2 separate regions of the Mus musculus genome follow, and region 1 is linked to region 2. Evidence: chromatin contacts called from public HiChIP or PLAC-seq data. All regions are on one chromosome and are shown on one strand. Each heading gives the region's core, a stretch centred on a gene start, on an enhancer-like site or on the middle of the called end of the contact. The rest is flanking DNA. Distances are from core to core; before and after follow the strand shown. Region 1 overlaps Map7d1 (MAP7 domain containing 1). Region 2 holds the start of Ago1 (argonaute RISC catalytic subunit 1).

Evidence for each region. HiChIP or PLAC-seq counts read pairs in DNA pulled down with a chosen protein or histone mark.
Region 1: an H3K27ac HiChIP or PLAC-seq map of embryonic stem cells shows a contact between it and region 2, with 2.6 times the contacts expected there. The contact joins the enhancer-like site here to the promoter of Ago1 in region 2. A contact is called at or near these places in 2 of 39 promoter capture datasets (pre-B cells and stem cell-derived epiblast-like cells), 3 of 484 Hi-C or Micro-C datasets (embryonic stem cells, erythroblasts and palatal mesenchyme), 2 of 115 datasets of contacts at active chromatin or transcription factors (embryonic stem cells and epiblast stem cells) and 3 of 9 other capture datasets (adipose tissue, liver and pancreatic islet).

The regions. Positions count from the first base shown.
Region 1 is chr4:126,231,920-126,236,270 of GRCm38.p6, forward strand. Map7d1 (MAP7 domain containing 1) reads right to left here. Exons shown (of 18, transcript NM_001347198.1): 10 at 2,848-3,176; 11 at 2,404-2,599; 12 at 2,179-2,317; 13 at 1,974-2,078; 14 at 1,674-1,727; 15 at 1,446-1,488; 16 at 1,257-1,347; 17 at 949-1,142; 18 at 248-847. The coding sequence ends at 837. Among named protein-coding and RNA genes, the nearest start is that of Map7d1, 22 kb to the right of the region's middle. Within about 2 kb of position 2,197, at least 30 of the 459 cell types and tissues checked have an H3K27ac peak or open chromatin away from gene starts, as enhancers often do. A contact at or near this core is called in embryonic stem cells, where this site is marked.
Region 2 is chr4:126,465,985-126,470,578 of GRCm38.p6, forward strand. Ago1 (argonaute RISC catalytic subunit 1) reads right to left here and starts at 2,599. Exons shown (of 19, transcript NM_153403.3): 1 at 2,413-2,599. The coding sequence starts at 2,437.

The DNA.
Region 1 (4,351 bases), core at 947-3,446, 230 kb before region 2:
CACAGAGGCTGTGCCTTTCCCTAGTTCTGTACTTCTAGGTTACGCACAGCAATTAATATCTGTTGAGGAAATAAAGGAAGGAATTCATAACCAAACTAAAAAAACCATAGCACAGGGAGGCCAGGACTGCTACACCAATCAGGGTGTAGCAGCCTCCAGCCCCAGGCTCCTGAAGGTCTCAGAGCTCAGGTCACCTACTTGTACCTCTCTTCCCCCTCCCCCTCCCCCAGATCCAAGGACACGTAGGTTTGGCAGAATTTTTCTCCCTTTATTTCCGGAGAAGTTTGATCAGATGTAATAACACTGATTCCAGGCGAGGACAGGGGGCATCACCCCTGAAGCAACCAGTATTGTGTGGCCCGAGGTGCCCCTCCATTCCCAGACCTGGGTTCCCCCTCGGTTACAGTTAAATAGAGGAAGATCTGCCCAGGGAGACTTGGGAGGGGGGTTCTGCCTCCTGTACCCTACCCGCCTCTTCCACATAGCACAAGCTATTTACAGTATTCACATCCACTGTACCCCAGCAAACCAAGGCAAATACTACAAGTGGTCCTTCCCCAGGGGGAAGACCAGAGAGGCTATGAGTGTGTGTGTGTGTTGTGTATGGGGAAGATGGGTGTCCGAGCGTGTAAGCACACGGATGTACTGAGGGGCAGTCCTGCTTTCAGCCAAAGACATCACCAGTCTGTAAGGTGCGGATTAAAAACAAAGAGGAACTCTGCCCCCAGGGGTCCACCAGGCCACTTCCATCTTTGTTCTGTCTCTTTCTCTTCCAGACACCCACGAGCTGATATGGAGGAACCTTCACAGCTGCACCTCGGTCCAAGGCAATTTGCTTAAAGAACTTCTAAGGGAAGGGAGAGGGATAAAGGTTAGGCCCGGGGAGCCCCAGGCAGGGATGGGTGGGATGCAGCTGGGTGCCAGAACCAGGGTCCCTAGAGTCCCCACCTGTGACCTGTGGAGGCTGCACCACTGCTTTCTTGAGGAAGGCTTCTGCCTCTGCAAATGGGAGGAGCCCCTCTGCTGTGCGACCCAGACTCTTGTCCCCAGCGGTTCCCTTTGGGGAGAAGCCGTTCTCCTGGTGCGCTGGGAGAGGCTGCAGGCCATTTACCAGGGACCCTGGCATCTCCTTGCTTGGCAGGCTGTGGATGTAGGGGTTCAGGGTTAACACCTCACCTCCCTGGGAAGCCCAGAGGAGTCCACAGCTCTAGCCTGCAGCTGCTGGCCTGGGAGTCCCTGGGATTGGGAGCTGGTACCTCCACTGTGGCTCCTGGGGGGCCAGCTCCTCTTTCTGCATAGAATCCTTCTGTAGCCCAGAGGGCCGAGTCTCTACAGCTTTCACAGGGTCTATGGCGGCAAAGAAATGGCCATCAGTTAGGGGATGTTGAAGGGTGGAACTGGAGCACAGGGGTGACCAGGGCAAAGAAAATGCGTGGTGGCTTTACCTGGGCCGGAATTGTTAGCTGCGGTCTCCTTTGCATCCTGCTTCTGGTTTGAAAAGGAAGAGCTATCAGGTGCCAGGGCTATGTGGTCCCGTTGACCTCGGAACTGAATTCCCTTTTGGCCCAGACACAGAAGAGCCTCCCTCACTGTATCCTTCCTCGGCTCTGGAGGCTTCTCTGCAGCCTCCTTTCCTCACCCCAACTCCCGCTCCCCAACCTGAGAATCCTGACCTTGGTTTCGGCGGCTTCTGATTTCCGAGTCCTCTTCATTATCTCCTCCAGCCGCTGTTGGAGGAGGCCCCACATCAGTTAGGCTCAAACCCAGACCTAGTCCTCAACTTCCCACCTGCTGGCCCTATTCTAGAGCTCAGTTCCCTCCCAACCCACACCCGTCCTTCCTTATCCGATCTTCTACAAATCCAAGCCTGGGCCCCACTGGTTCACAGGTACAATTAATTTCCAAGAACTGGAGCTGGAGCCAGGCCCCGCCCCGGCAAGGCCCCGCCCCCAGGTCCCATCTGCCCTGGACACCTTTCTTCGCTCTTGTCTCTCCTGTTCCTCCTTCTGAAAGTGCTTTTCCCGCTCCTGGCGCTGGCGCTCAGCTTCTTCCCGGGACCGGGCTTCGGCTTCCTCTTTCTGCCAAAGGCCTCCATAAGTTTCGGATTCTCTGTTTCAGCCTTCCCTCCCAGGCAAGCCCACCGATTGCCAGCCAAGATCTGCCCGCCCGCCTGGGCACCTGCTTCTGCAGTCGCTCCTGCTCCTCCTGCTCAGCCTGCGCCTTCTCTCGAGCCTCCTGCTCCTCCCGTCTCCGCGCCTCGGCCTCACGTTCAGCCCGGGCTTCAGCCTCCCGGGCCAGCTGCTCCTCTCGCATTCGCCTGGAGGACCCAGGAAACTCAAGTTTGGTCTGCGCCTCTTCTTCAGGCACTCTAGGGACCCTCACAGTCCCCGAGGTCACACTCACTTGTCCCTTTCAGCCTGCAGCTTCCGCTCCTGTTCTTCGCGTTCCCTCTGTTCCCGAGCCTGGCGCCGCTTTTCAGCCAGGAGCCGCGTGGCTTCCTCTCGGTCTGTGGTGCCCGCCATGGGTTTGCTAGGGGTCACCGAGGGAGCAGCGGTAGGAGGGGCAGTCGGAGCAGCTGGGACAGCCGGGACAGCAGTTTCTAGAGGAAGATCCAAGACCAGGAGTTAGTACACACCAGTACAGGCCCCTCCATCAGCCCTGTGCGCCCCCATGCTTTCAGGACTTCAGCTATGCACGCATTCAATTCAATTGTTGCCATTACGGGTGTCGGAGACCTGGGAGGAGGTCCCTCTTCCTGTCCCTTGTGACCAGTGTCTGTTGGCCCACTTCCCGGACATAGGAAAAGCTGGCACATCTCTGCCCTGCCCACCCTCACTTCCTGTGTACCTGCAGGGATCTGTGTTGAGGATTGCTCCTTCTGAGGCTGGGCTGGGGTGGGCGAGGGCACCGGTGAGGGCGCTGGTGAGGCTGGGGCAGCTGGCTCCTTCTCCTCAGCGGCTCTACTCTTGCGGTGGTTTTTGTCCTCAGGCCCCGACGGGCTGGGGCTCTCTTTTGCCTCCTCCTTCCTCCGAACCCGCCCCTTGGGTGATGCAGTGGTGCCTCGGGGGGATGGTGGTTTTGGAGGAAGGGCATGTCCTGGTCCTGGGCTGGGGCAGGGGGAGGCAGGTCTGTGCCAGGTTGTAGAGGGAGAGGATGGCCGGGCCTTGGACTTAGGGCTAAGAGAGAAGAAAAGGGTTAGAAGCAAGGCAGAGCACCTGGGCAGGCACGCCCCTCCCCCAACATGCCACTTCTTTGGGGAAGTGTTCCCTTAAAAAAATATATATATCGTGTGGAGAGTGTAGTGTGCATGTGTGAGCATGCGTGTGAAAGCAACTTCGTGGAAGTGCTTCTTTCTTTCCATCTTTCCATGGATTCCAGGGATTTAACTCAGGGTACAAGGCGTGCACAGCAAAGGTTTGCTTATTGCGCCCTCTCACCGGCCTCAGCCTCCGCATGCTGCCTTCCACATGCAGGCTGGGTTGTATCCCACCTCATCACTCAGTGTTACCACTTCCTCTTGGTGCGTCTATCTCGGCTTGCAATTACAAGTTCACTCCTGAGAGATTTTGATTAACACCTGCCTTCCCCACACACAGCATGTACACTTGGTAGAGCAAACACTAGGCATGGTTTAGCCTACCAGAGTATTTTCAGCACCTAGAGCACCCGGTCAGCTGCTTACTTAGATTCTTGAGTTTTAGGGAAAGTGGGGGTGGGGGTGGGGGGTGGGAGGGGTGGAGGAAGAGGGAGAGAAGAAAAAAGAAAAAGTGAAAGCTAGGGTTTGTGGCTAGCCCAGGCTACACAATTAGTTCAAGGGCATCCAGGGCTACAAAGGAGATCCTGCCTCCTAAAAGCAAAACAAACAACAAAACAAGAGGCTCTGTTGAAATGTTTGTGTAGACATGTTTCTCAGTTGGTAGCATGCTGCCTGAGCCGGCACACAGTCCCCTAATGCCAGGACTTGGGGGGAGGAAGAGACAGAAGGATCGTAAACCGAGCTCATCACTGGCTATCGAGCTAATTACAGGCCAGTCTAGGATGTTAAGATACTTCTACTCAACAAAAAAGGGCCAGCGAGATGGCTCAGCAAGCAAAGGCGCTTGCCACCGAGCCTGGCAACCTGAGTTCAATCCCTGAACCTCCATGGTAGAGTGAGAGCTGATTCCTCTGACCTATGCATGCACACACACTGAGAAAGTGCGGTGGCACAGGTCTGCTGTAACCCCAGCAACTATGAGGACCACAGGTTCAGGGCTGGGCAACTTAGTGAAAAGGGGCGGAGCCAGGGTGGCACAGGACTCTAATCCTAGCACTTGGGAGGCAGAGGCAGTCAGATCACTGTGAGTTCCAG
Region 2 (4,594 bases), core at 1,349-3,848:
CAGATGAGGGCCCCAGCACAGAGGACAAAGCTCCAGCCTAGGGGGAAAGGGGCGGGGCCCTTCCCTGCAGACAAAAGCAAGAAGGGAGGGGCCCTGAAAATGACACTCCCCCTCCCCCATCCCCTACAAGCACTGAGAAGGAAAAGTAACCGAGCTCAAGGCCCAGGCTCAGGATTCCTCCCCAGCGACTCAGGGGCTCACACATCTTCTAAAGAAGCCAGCCGACTACTCAGAGGGCGTGTACCCTCGGTCAATCAGGTGGTGGGCAAGCAAGGACTGAGGCCGATCTCTCGAAAAATATCTGTCCACAAACATTAACCACCCACATGCATAGACACAAATTACAGAATAGGCACATGAGTTTAACCATATGCTCACACTTGAATGATCTGAGTCAATTAATAAACATGCTCTCTGTGTCAGGCCCTCCAGACGCCAAGCAACTGCTGCACTGTCACACAGATAAGTCGGACAGCACCTCTACCCTCAAGGCACTCTCAGGCCAGGCCATGCCCGAACACACCAGTTCACTGAAGGCACATCTGGACGTGAGCAACAGTGTTTTGAGTCTTCTCAGAATACTCCAGCACCTTCCAAAAGAACAGCAGTCCAGCCCCAGAAGGAAACAGCTATGGGGTCCCTCCATCAGAGTTCCCAGCCTGAATTTTAATTCCGTCTTTTGATGACGCCACTAGCATTTTCCCAATGATCCAGCTGACTCCAGTTCTCCAGCCCTTCACCTGGCAGCTTCCTTCTGTCCTGTAACAAACAAGCCCCCTTTCTTCATCACCCCAGAACCCATCAGACACTCGTCAGGATAAAACCATTAGCAATTCAGGACATAAGCTTTCGTCAGTCTGTCTGGACGTGGGTCCTACTCTATAGTCCCCGGGTTTGTTGGTAGTAGTTTCCAACCTAGAAAATAAGGATTTACACTCTACCTAACAAGGCTATCTGTGTTTGGGAAAATACAATCAGTACACATTACAGATCAGTTCCTCCTTGTGTGTGTGTGTGTGTGTATCCTCTAAATAGGAAAAGTAAGTTAGAGCTATTATCAGGTCAATGCTGCCCCACCCCCAACATCTTGCTTCTTTTTTCTTCTCTCTCTCCCTCTTCTCTCCCCTCTTTGGTTTTCTTTTTGTTGTTGTTGTTTTTGTTTGTTTGTTTGTTTGTTTTTTGGAGACACTGTCCTGGGACTCGCTCTGTAGACAAGGCTGACCTTGAATTCATTCATCTGCCTGCCTCTGCCTCCCCAGCGCTGGGATTAAAGGCGTGCGCCACCAGTGTGTCTGCCTAACAACTTGTTTCTATCAGGCAGACAAGCTTGGCAGCTTTGAGTCTAATGACATGCTCCTGACGTGGGAAAAGATCCACTAGGAAACAGGAGGCACAGGTATATAGAGAGATTATATTGTGATATAGAGTCAATTCATGGAAAAGGAGGGCACTATCTTCAGATTAAAAGCTCCCATCTCTTCTCAGGAGTGGTCTAGAAACTTGAAAAACATGTGGGCCTAGTTTCTCAGTGACCAACACTTTCCTAAGGCCTATCTTCTGAGAGAAGTAGCTCATAAAGCAAGGCTTTGGTCCCCGTCCATCCTCATGCAGCAGAAAATGCACTCTGGCAGTTGACCTCGACCCTTTCTTTGACAAACTGCTACTCCGGGGTTTAAGGACCAAGTGTCAGAGACCGCCCCCCACCCTTCCCCCAAGACAGAAGGCAATTCCCATTTGTACTACGCAAACAGAATCTGCGAGACTGCACACTCCTCCTAAACCCAGGGGCACAGGAGGGATACTCCAACAGCCACGCCCCCACCACATAGGGCAGCCCTTCAGGCTGGTACCTCCGCGCATGCTCCCGCGCCACCACTCAAGTCCCCAATCTAAGGGGGGAAATCCCTGGTCTAAATCCCCACCCACCGCCCCCTGACCCTCACCCCCGCTTCAGGCCCAGCTGGGCGGAGCTCAGAGGCCAGCCCCGGCGCCTACTCCCCAGAGACATTAGCTTAGCCCAGCCCAGCACGGCCGAGCCCCCGCCCCCCGACAGGCGGTAGTTCCAGGCCCATCTGTGTCGCCCCCCTCCTCTCCAGGACACCTGGAGCCCGCCCCCCTGCCACCTGCCGGGCCTCCCCATAGGCCTCCCCAGACCTCACGGAAGGACACCGTGCATTCAGGCCCTTCTCCCAGGTTACTTCTCACCCTCGGGACAGTATACTGCTTCCTAGGACAAACAGCCCGGGTCTCAGATCTTCACATGGTTCTCAGCCGGAACTGCATACAACCCCCTTCAAAATGGGCCCCCCATCCCCTGAGAGCCCCTCTCCTCACTCTGCAACCATGCTCTATGCCGCGAGAGCCTATAGGGCTTTGGAATACACACTGCTCCCAGTCCCCGAGGGCCCTTACCTGCTCCCGAGGGTCCCGCTTCCATCCCATATACCCGTGCGGAGGACAGGCGGCCGGGAGACTGAGGAGTCCAGCGTGAGGGGCCTAGGTACCTCGCACTTGCACTGCTCGGGCTCCCGGGCCGGGCTCGGCTCCCCCCCGAAGCCCGGCCGCTCGCGCTGTCGCCCCCGCAGCCTCCGTTGCCGCCGCCGCGGAGCCTGCAGCAGCTCCCCCTGCTAGCGCCCGAGTAGCTGCCAGTGCGCAGGCGCGACCGATGGGCCCATGGGGCGGACGGGAACGAGTCAAGCGGGGCGCTCGACGGCAACAAAGGCCAATGGAGAGGGGCGGGGGCGCGGGGACCGTGCAGCGGCCTCTGGCGGCCACTCGTAGCCGTGCAGCCTGGCGGGAGGGCTCCAGTGGCGGAGCCGCGCAGTGGCGTAAGAGGGGAGGGGCTGGGCGACACCCCTTCCCCGGCTGCAGCCTGGGGCCCTGTCTTTTCCCTAAACAGATCTCTGGAAACCTATCCACAGCCCCGCTATCAACACAGAGCCTGGCTCCCACCCATTCCCCGACCCTCTCCCCCTCCAACACCCAATCACTCAAAGGCCCTGCCTCCCACCTCTCCCAATCACCCTCACCCTTAAGTCTTGACTGCCTCTGCTAAGTCAGTCTTTCTGTGTCCCTAGTCGCTGATCTCATTAATGCCACCCACCCTTCCAGGCTGCGTGCCTGGCGCTGAGACCACAAATGTGTTAGAAACCTTGCCTATTCTGGCCGGTGTAACAGTTTTGACACTGACAGAGCTCTCTATCTGCAGGAAGCACCTGCCTCCACTTTTTCGTCTGCAGAACGTTTGCTCCTACCAAATCTCTTAATGACGTTTTGTGTCAAACCCCAAAGGCTAATTTCCTATTATTTCCCTGCAGCATCTGAAACTATATCTCTTCTTAAAAATTAAAAAAAAAAAAGACTTTCCTTGGCTTTCACATTTTCTTAAGTCTCCTAATGTCTGTCCTGAAGAGCTTTCTTCAGTGGCTCCTCTTGTTTTGTTCACTGTAGTGACCTGAATTTTATATTCTACTCTCCCCTTGCCTCTTCACAGCTTCATCCACTTTTAATGCCCAAATATCTATACGTTACCATGTTGCAGCTTCATATTTCCTACTGTCTGCTGGACAGCTCCAGCTGGATCTAACAATTCAAACTTAAGTCCAAACCTAACCCTTTCTTTTTCCCCTACAAAATACATATATTTGTCCTGTCTCAGTGAACTGCATCTCCATGCCAAAAATATCAGCTCCTGTCTCCCTTGTCTATTTGCTATATTCAACTGTGTCTTGACATGCTTACCTTATGAAGTGCTCTCAAAGCATTCCCTGTCATTCTCATAGTCTCTAGTGTGGGTACCCTTTTCTTACCTTGCCAGAAGCACCACAGCTAATTCCTTGATCGTCTCACATAACCTTCTCATTTGGTCTGCTGCACTGATGGGGTAATTACAGAGAGACCCAGCTCAAACGTAACTTACACACACACACACACACACACACACACACAAACGCACGCACACACACACACACACACACATTTTTTTGAGACAGGGTCTCACTATGTGCTCTTGGCTGGCCTGAGACTTGTTATATAGATCAGGTTAGCCTTCAAATCACAGTATTCAGTTTCTTCTGCCTCCCAGGTGCTGGAATGAAAGCTGGCCACCACCACTCCCAGCTTCTATGTATTTTCAATGTTCACCTTACATCAGATGCTATACAAAGGAGAAGGAGTTTAGGAGATGGATGATGTTCACACCTTACTAGTGAGATGAACTTAAAGACATTCATTTTAGTATGCCTAGCTTCCTTTCAGCTTGTGAGTTGCCTTCGGAGTGAGTCATAGGCCTTATGCTGAGTAAAAGGATGTATGTCTCAGGTGGGTGGGGTAGCGCAGGCCTTTATCCCAGCACTGATAAGGCAGAGGCAGGCAGAACTCTGTGAGTTCAAGGCCAGTCTGGTCTACTTAGTGTGAGTTCTGGGACATCCAAGACTACAGAGTGAGACCCTATCTCAAACAAACAAACAAACAAACAAACAAGCAAACAAACCTCTCTCTCTCTCTCTCTCTCTCTCTCTCTCTCTCTCTCTCTGTGTGTGTGTGTGTGTGTGTGTGTGTGTGTGTGTGTGTGTAATAACTTTTCAGATGATGC